Linked DNA regions of Pan troglodytes: region 2 is linked to region 1. Evidence: chromatin contacts called from public capture Hi-C data. All regions are on one chromosome and are shown on one strand. The core of a region is the stretch at or near the end of the contact, and the rest is flanking DNA. Distances in the headings are between cores, read along the strand shown. Region 1 overlaps RPS6KA2 (ribosomal protein S6 kinase A2). Region 2 overlaps RPS6KA2 (ribosomal protein S6 kinase A2).

Region 1 (3,520 bases), core at 485-2,984:
GGGGCCATTTGGTTTTGTACATTCTAGGGAGACATAAGACATCAATCAACATATGTATGATGAACATTGGTTCAATCCGGAAAGGTCGGACAACTCGAAGCAAAGGTGGGAAGACTTTCTAGTCTTCAGCGGGGAGGGGGCTTCCGGGTCATAGGTAGATGAGAGACAAATGGTCGCATTCTTCTGAGTTTCTGACTAGCCTCTCCAAAGGAGGCAATCAGATCTGCATTTATCTCAGTGAGCAGAGGGGTGACTTTGAATAGAATGGGAGGCAGATTTGCCCTAAGCAGCTCCCAGCTTGACTTTTCCCTTTAGCTTAGTGATGTGGGGGGCCCAGGATTTATTTTCCTTTCACAGAGACATTCTTTGTAACATTTTCCCTGTGAATCATTTTGCTTTTCCTCCCTACATTCATTCTCCTCTGCTGCAGAGCCAGGGTAGTAGATACAAGAGCTCCATTCGGCAATCTCCAGCTTGTGTTGAGAGCATCCTAATGACGTCACGCCGATGCTGATATGAGGTTTTGCCCTTCAGAGTGTCCTCTCTGGTGCATAACTGCAGTCATGGTTAATAAAACAAGGTCTCTTATTTTTATCTACATCAGGAACTATTTTTTCAAGAATGAATGGATAAAATGTTTTAATAAGAAAGTATATCAGAGCTTCTAAAAGTCACACCAAGGGGTTACACAGATGCTGACTTCACTCACCCACCGCATCACAGACCCAGCTGCGGGCCCCTCCCTGGGGATGAGCGATGTCCTCATCACATCGTCCCTGATGAATCGGCCATGAGTCATGCAAGTCCACCAGCGGCCTCCTGCAGTCCCCACCTGGTGGACTGTCTTGAGCATCTGCTGCCACCAAACACTTCTTTCACATTTCCTGATTTCTCTGTCTGTCTCCTCCAGGTCTTCCCACTGTGGACCACATCATGGGGCATCCTCTCTCCCTCCTTCCCCAGAACAACAGTAACCCCACTGAGGTCCTCACCATGGTCCTACTCTCATCCTACATATCCTCCGGTTGTCCTTGGGCACCCTTGGCTGCTGCTGTGGGGTGGGCGTTCGCATCTGTATTTCCAGCAAAGCTCCAAACCAAGTCTTTTCCTGAGCCCTGCATGTCCCCAGCACTCAACAGGCCGAGAATGCAGGTGGCCTCTTCTCTCCCTGCCCACCACCTGACTTCTCTCCTGGCTAATTTCTCCACCAGTCGCCCAGGCAGAGGGCTAGGATGATGCAGCTCCCTTCTTTTTATTCTCAGCAGCTGAGAGGTCCTGAGGTCTCAGTTCTCCCTCCTCCAGGCCAGATCTGTCCCTCTGCAGGGCTGGATAGCAGTATCCTTTTGCCCCATTCTAGCCACGTTGTCCATTCCGGCCATGTTGCTATTGCATCCTCCACATGACCTCTTAAATCTAGAGGCCCTAAACATGTGCTGTGTGAAAGTCCTGTCCGTGGTCTCTTGGCTCCCCAGGCCCCCATGTCCCTGCCCACAGGCCTCATCAGTGTGGCACTGCAGCTCTGTGCGCCAGCCCACTGGCATCCCTGAAGGTACCCCAGCTGCCACCCTACAGGGCCATCCCTTGGCCTGTATCTTCCTGCCCAAGCACCTGGAGGCTCCCGGGTCCCCTGTAAGGCTTAGCCCCTCCTCTGTGAAAACCTCCCAGGCTGTTTCCAGTTCCCCCAGCATGCACAGGTCCCCCAGCACACAAGAGGTGGGACTGGTCACCCTCTGGTGGCCGCTTGCTGCCATCACCACAGGGCATCTCCCCACGGGGCTCTCACTTCCTGGAGGGCAGAGCCTGCCTCTTCACATTCCAAACACCCAGCACAAAGAAGACTGAGAAGTAGCAATGGGAAAGGAGTGGGCCAGGAGAAGAGGTGGGGGAGGAAGGAATTTGAGGCCAAGCGGCAAGAATTGTGACCTCACCATTCAGCTGTCTGATTTGCAAAAGGGCTAGGAAGACCGAGCCTACCTTTGCTCCCACATCTCCCCAAAATCCGTGATCCTATGGCCTATTTTCCAGTTCACCTACATAGAGAAGAAAAACTACTCTGACCAGCATGCAGAATCCAGATCACTAAGACATGAACTCACAAATGATAAACAGGAGCGGGTGCAAGACTAAATTCTGCAGGAGAGCCTTCTGAAAAGGTTTGCACACAATGACTACAATCAGAAAGGAAGAAAAGAATCTCTAAAGTCCGGGGTCATTACTCTAGAGAGAAAATCATAGCCAGGGGTACAAAATTGTATTCTTTGAAAGTGTTCTGCACTATCCTGGCTTCTGAACACAGTGCTCCACTTTAACGACTGGGACAGTGGTTTCCATTCATGGCCCCTCTCATTAAATCTCCTTCAACCCAGGTTGCTTGCTTCCCCCTTTTCCTCCCCAGCGTTTGTCTTCCGTGCCACAGTCCATGCTGCCCCCGTGTCCAGTGAGGACAGTGCTCACATGCTGGCTGGGACGTACGCCAGGCCTTCACCCAGTGGAGGGGGGCAGGCAGGGGTCTCCTTCCTCCAGGCTACCAGGAGCTACCTAACTTTAAGCAATGCTTTTTACTGCAGTGAGCATGTTTCCTCTTCTGTAAGAACATGGGGTTGAATTGCATGCTCCCCAAGGTCTTTTAAGCAATAAAATCCTGATTCCGTTAGTTGAGGCAGAAGAAGGACCTCCTGTGTCCCCTTGGGCAGAAGTGATAAGCAGTCACTCCCGCACCCTCCACCTTGGTGTTTTGGTCTCAAGGGATTAGGAACTGCGAGGACCACTGGGGAAGGAGGTGCTGAGGTTTAGGGGAGACACTAGTATCCCCCAGCTCTGCCCACAGCACTGCCTGCTGGGTGCCTACTCGATGCCTGTCTAGACTCTAAGGCAAGCTTGTCCAACCCACAGCTTGTGGGCTACATGGGGCCCAGGATAGCTTTTAATGCAGCCCAGCCCAAATTCGTAAACTTTCTTAAAAGATTATGAGATTTTTTGTGATGTTTTGAAGCTCATCAGCTATAGCTAGTGTTAGTGTATTTTATGTGTGGCTCAAGACAGTTTTTCCGGTGTGGCCCAGGGAAGTCAAAAGATTGGACACCCCTGCTCTAAGGAATGTCACAGGACCACTGTGATGACAAGGGTCTGGGGTTAGAAGGGGGATGGGCAGAGCAGTGGGACAGCCAGGAGAGATCAGAAAAAAAGAAAAAGAAAAAAAGGGGATCTGAGCATATAATAAAGGTGTCACTGCAATGACACCTGAAGCGGCACAGTGTGGGCGGGCCCCGTGTTGTTGTGGCACACACATCACTGCACAGGTTTCTTAGGCAGCCCCAGGAGGGGGAGCCATCTCATCCGGTTTGTATATGAGGAAACCAAAGCCAAGAGTAGGGCACAGTGACACTGACAGTGAGCTGGGTTGCAGGGCCATACACCACGGTCACCACCTGGGCCCCCGGAGACAGTATTACAGACCAAACGGGAAAGCAAAACTGTCCCAACACCAAAGACAAAGGTGGACTTCAGACAGCCTGAATCC
Region 2 (3,520 bases), core at 734-3,233, 220 kb before region 1:
GAAAGTTTGCTGTCTTCCTGGCAGACGTCATGGTATCCAGTGACGTCGTTTTTATTTAAAGCCATATTCTCTTTCTTCCCATGTAAAATGGGAACAATACTGGTAACATGTCCAGGGCCATGGGGACAGTTAAATGAGTCAACCTAGTAAGACACTTACACACGCCGGGCTTGAAAGGCAGTGCCTGCCTCCAAGGTACTATGCAATCTCCTTGTGAGTGTCAGCTGTGGCTGCCTGCGTGATTCTCGGTCCTTGTCCTTGTGATGAATTCCTCTGTCTTGAGGGTCCACCTTGGCTTTCCTGCTGTAGGGTCTCTGCTCTTGGCCTTAGACCCTTTTCTTCTCCCTGGACCGCCCCCCCAAGGTCTTCCTTCAAAGCCCCACTTCCCAGCCACCTCCCTGCTGCCTTCCAGACCACTGGGTGACCAACTGGGGAATTCACTGGATGGCTTTCCAAATGTTTGAGGACTTCCTCCAACACAGTGGCTTTCAGGACTGCTTGAGTTATAATTACTCTTTCTGTCATTTTATTTAAAATAATAATAATGAACTGGAGATAACCTATGTGCACATTCATACAGGATTGGAATATTTCACAATAAAATACTAGCATTCAGTATGTTCATTGATAGGGAAGAAATATCCACATGTACTAAATGCAAAAGGCAGGTCATGAGACAGTAATATAGCAAAAATAGTACTTATTTAAAAATGAGTACAATATGGTATGAATGCATATCAATTCTAGGAGGATGTACACAACATTAAAAGGATTCTCTCTGAGCGATGGCATGACATTTTTATTTTACTTTGTATACTCTTCTGTATTTTTTATTTCTTTCACAATGAGAAATAGCTTCGTTTCATAATCAAAGTTATTTCTGTTTATGAGAAAATAACTAATACAGATTTAAAAATAACCAAAGGGATTTGAGTTTAATTTAGAGTTCGTCTAAACAGGGAATATACTATTTTGGGTACGGCATTTGTCAAGTTCAGAACCGTCACCAGAGTCCTTTATAGCATCACAGGAGTTAGATCCATGACCCAGGTACCTGGGGTGATTATCCTGACGTTAGCCTGGAAAGCTGGGAGGGGCCCCTCAGTGAATGTCTTAGAAGCTTAAAAGGAGTCAGTAGTAGTTTCCTGTGAAAAAGCTCATTCTGTTTTTAATTGAACAATTTGCAAAGGAGACGTTTAGAATTCTCTTTAATGCCTCTGGAGTGTGATGCTTATCTCTAATTTATAGATTTTTCACTGTCTGCTTGATGCTGATTATAAATGAGTAAGGCGTGAGTCATTTCTCGAGGTGTCTGGCTATGCATGCCTACAAATCTAAGGGAGACAATTAAGCACTTTTTAGAGTGAAAAGCAAACTGGTTACCTACCAATTATCACACCAGGCTGCCGCTGGGGTGAAGGGTCATGGCAGCCAAACGATTTATTAGGGAGAGACGCCAATAGCCTTACAGATTTATTTGCTTCTAAATAATATTACAAGTGTGATCTGGTTCATTGTAGACTAAACAGAGAATAATCAATATTTGGCAACTGATGAGGAATGTCTTAAAAATTGTGCATCTTAGCCAGGATTGCGGGGAAATTGAAAATCAAGGACCTCGTTTGTGACACTTGACAAAGAATGTGCATCTATCTTTTTGCGTCTGTAAAAAAGCGTAGGCTCCATGCGCTTTGCTGCCCTCTTTCCCTTCCTGCCCCCCTTTCTCCCTTCCCAGCCCCTCCCTCCCCACCCCCTGCATCGGTTATGGTTCTGGGAGTACATGTCTTCAGGGATTTTCCCATTTTGTCAATTCTGCTAGGAGATATTCTGTTTTCATTTCCTCTTGCCATCATGACTGGCAGCTGGATGGTGATTCATGAACTTTACAACTGGAAGAGAAAGGCTTCTCGGGCTCCCTCTGAAATTCCCATCATTAGTCAGCCTCTCTGGCCTTCCTGCTTCCAGCTGAGAGGAGAGCTCACTTCCTGATACACTGACACAGGCCATAGAGCTTTCAGGGCAGGGTGGGTGGCGACCCTGGGCCAGCCTCATGGATGCAGGCCCGCTGTCTGGACAGGATGAACTGTGGATGGTATCTTAGAGTTTTGCACACTTTGGAGTGGGTTTTTTGTTGCCAGGAAAAAAAAATGGAATGATCTTCACTTTCCCTAAGACATGGAATCTTGATATTTTGTGACCTTCCGTTGAGTTTGGATATATTTTACTGGAGAAATCAAAAGGAATAGGAAGAAAAGGACATGGGGAGCATTATGGAATCCAATCTGTTAATGACACTAAGTGGCAAATAGCAAGGTGGCAGAAGTAAAGGGTTAATGTGAAAATCACCTGAGAATAGTCTTCAGGCAACACACAGTTACGGTGTGCCCCTGCTGTACAGAATGACGCCACGGGACTCTTGAGAAAATCTCAGTGGAGATCACTGCTTTGAAGTAGCATCCAAGAAAGAACAGAACAAAATGACCCAGTGGATTGAATATACTTTGAGACAAATAACTTTAACTCTGTCATGTAAGACATAAAGTCCAAATGTCCTCAGCTCTGTAAGCCCCAATAATTTTCTGATGTTGAAACAGATAATATCACACAAGTAGATTTTATGTCCAACTTACTTGTATATGTTCAGCCTTACTTCGGTGATAAATAACTAGAAAATCAGCTGTTCTGCATTGGTCGAGGGGTCTGACTGTTCCAGAAATTTTACCATGGTCTTTATCCCTTGGGAACCTACACCTATTTTTAACAATGAGTACATTATTCAGTTGGATCATATTTGTACCTATAAATCACCCAGTGTGCTGCCTCTTTCTTACGAAGCTTTTCAGAGCTGTCTGTTGTAGTGTTTTCCTAAATCAGGAGTCCTCAACCCCTCGGCCACAGACCATGTCCTGTTAGGAACTAGGCCACACAGCAGGAGGTGAGTGGCAGGTGAGTGAGCGAAGCTTCATCTGTATTGACAGCTGCTTCCCATCAGTTGCATTACCGCCTGAGCTCTGCCTCCTATCAGGTCAGCAGCAGCATTAGATTCTCATAGGAACTTGAACCCTATTGTGAACTGTGCACACGAGGGATCTAGGTTGCACGCTCCTGAGAATCTAATGCCCGATGATCTGTCACCGTCTCCCATCACCCCCACATGAGACCGTTTAGTTGCGGGAAAACAAGCTTAGGACTCCCACTGATTCTACATGATGGTGAGTTATATAATTATTTCATGATATATTACAGTGTCATAAGGATAGGAATAAAGTGCACAATAAATGTCATGTGCTTGAATCATCCTGAAACTGTCCCCCACCCTCATCCATGGAAAATTATCTGCCACAAAACCAGTCCCTGGTGCCAAAAAGATTAGGGACTGCTGCCCTAAATGGAGACTAGTCCACCGTGAGAGTATTGTCAATTCCTACTATAGATGTTCACATTGTTTCAGTTTTTTGTTTTGTTTTGTGTCATGTTGTTTGCTTTTGCAAATAATTGCTATAAACATATTTCCTTGTTG

The links. Capture Hi-C pulls out chosen DNA fragments and counts their contacts.
Region 2: a capture Hi-C map of stem cell-derived neural stem cells shows a contact between it and region 1, with 2.4 times the contacts expected there. The contact joins two enhancer-like sites. A contact is called at or near these places in 1 of 7 Hi-C or Micro-C datasets (stem cell-derived neural progenitor cells) and 1 of 1 other capture datasets (stem cell-derived neural stem cells).

The regions. Positions count from the first base shown.
Region 1 is chr5:178,621,200-178,624,719 of NHGRI_mPanTro3-v2.0_pri, reverse strand. The region is part of intron 5 of RPS6KA2 (ribosomal protein S6 kinase A2); the gene reads left to right. Among named protein-coding and RNA genes, the nearest start is that of MPC1, 130 kb to the right of the region's middle. Within about 2 kb of position 1,734, at least 10 of the 24 cell types and tissues checked have an H3K27ac peak or open chromatin away from gene starts, as enhancers often do. A contact at or near this core is called in stem cell-derived neural progenitor cells and stem cell-derived neural stem cells, where this site is marked.
Region 2 is chr5:178,845,299-178,848,818 of NHGRI_mPanTro3-v2.0_pri, reverse strand. All of the region lies in intron 3 of RPS6KA2 (ribosomal protein S6 kinase A2), which reads left to right. Among named protein-coding and RNA genes, the nearest start is that of RPS6KA2, 130 kb to the left of the region's middle. Within about 2 kb of position 1,983, at least 4 of the 24 cell types and tissues checked have an H3K27ac peak or open chromatin away from gene starts, as enhancers often do. A contact at or near this core is called in stem cell-derived neural progenitor cells and stem cell-derived neural stem cells, where this site is marked.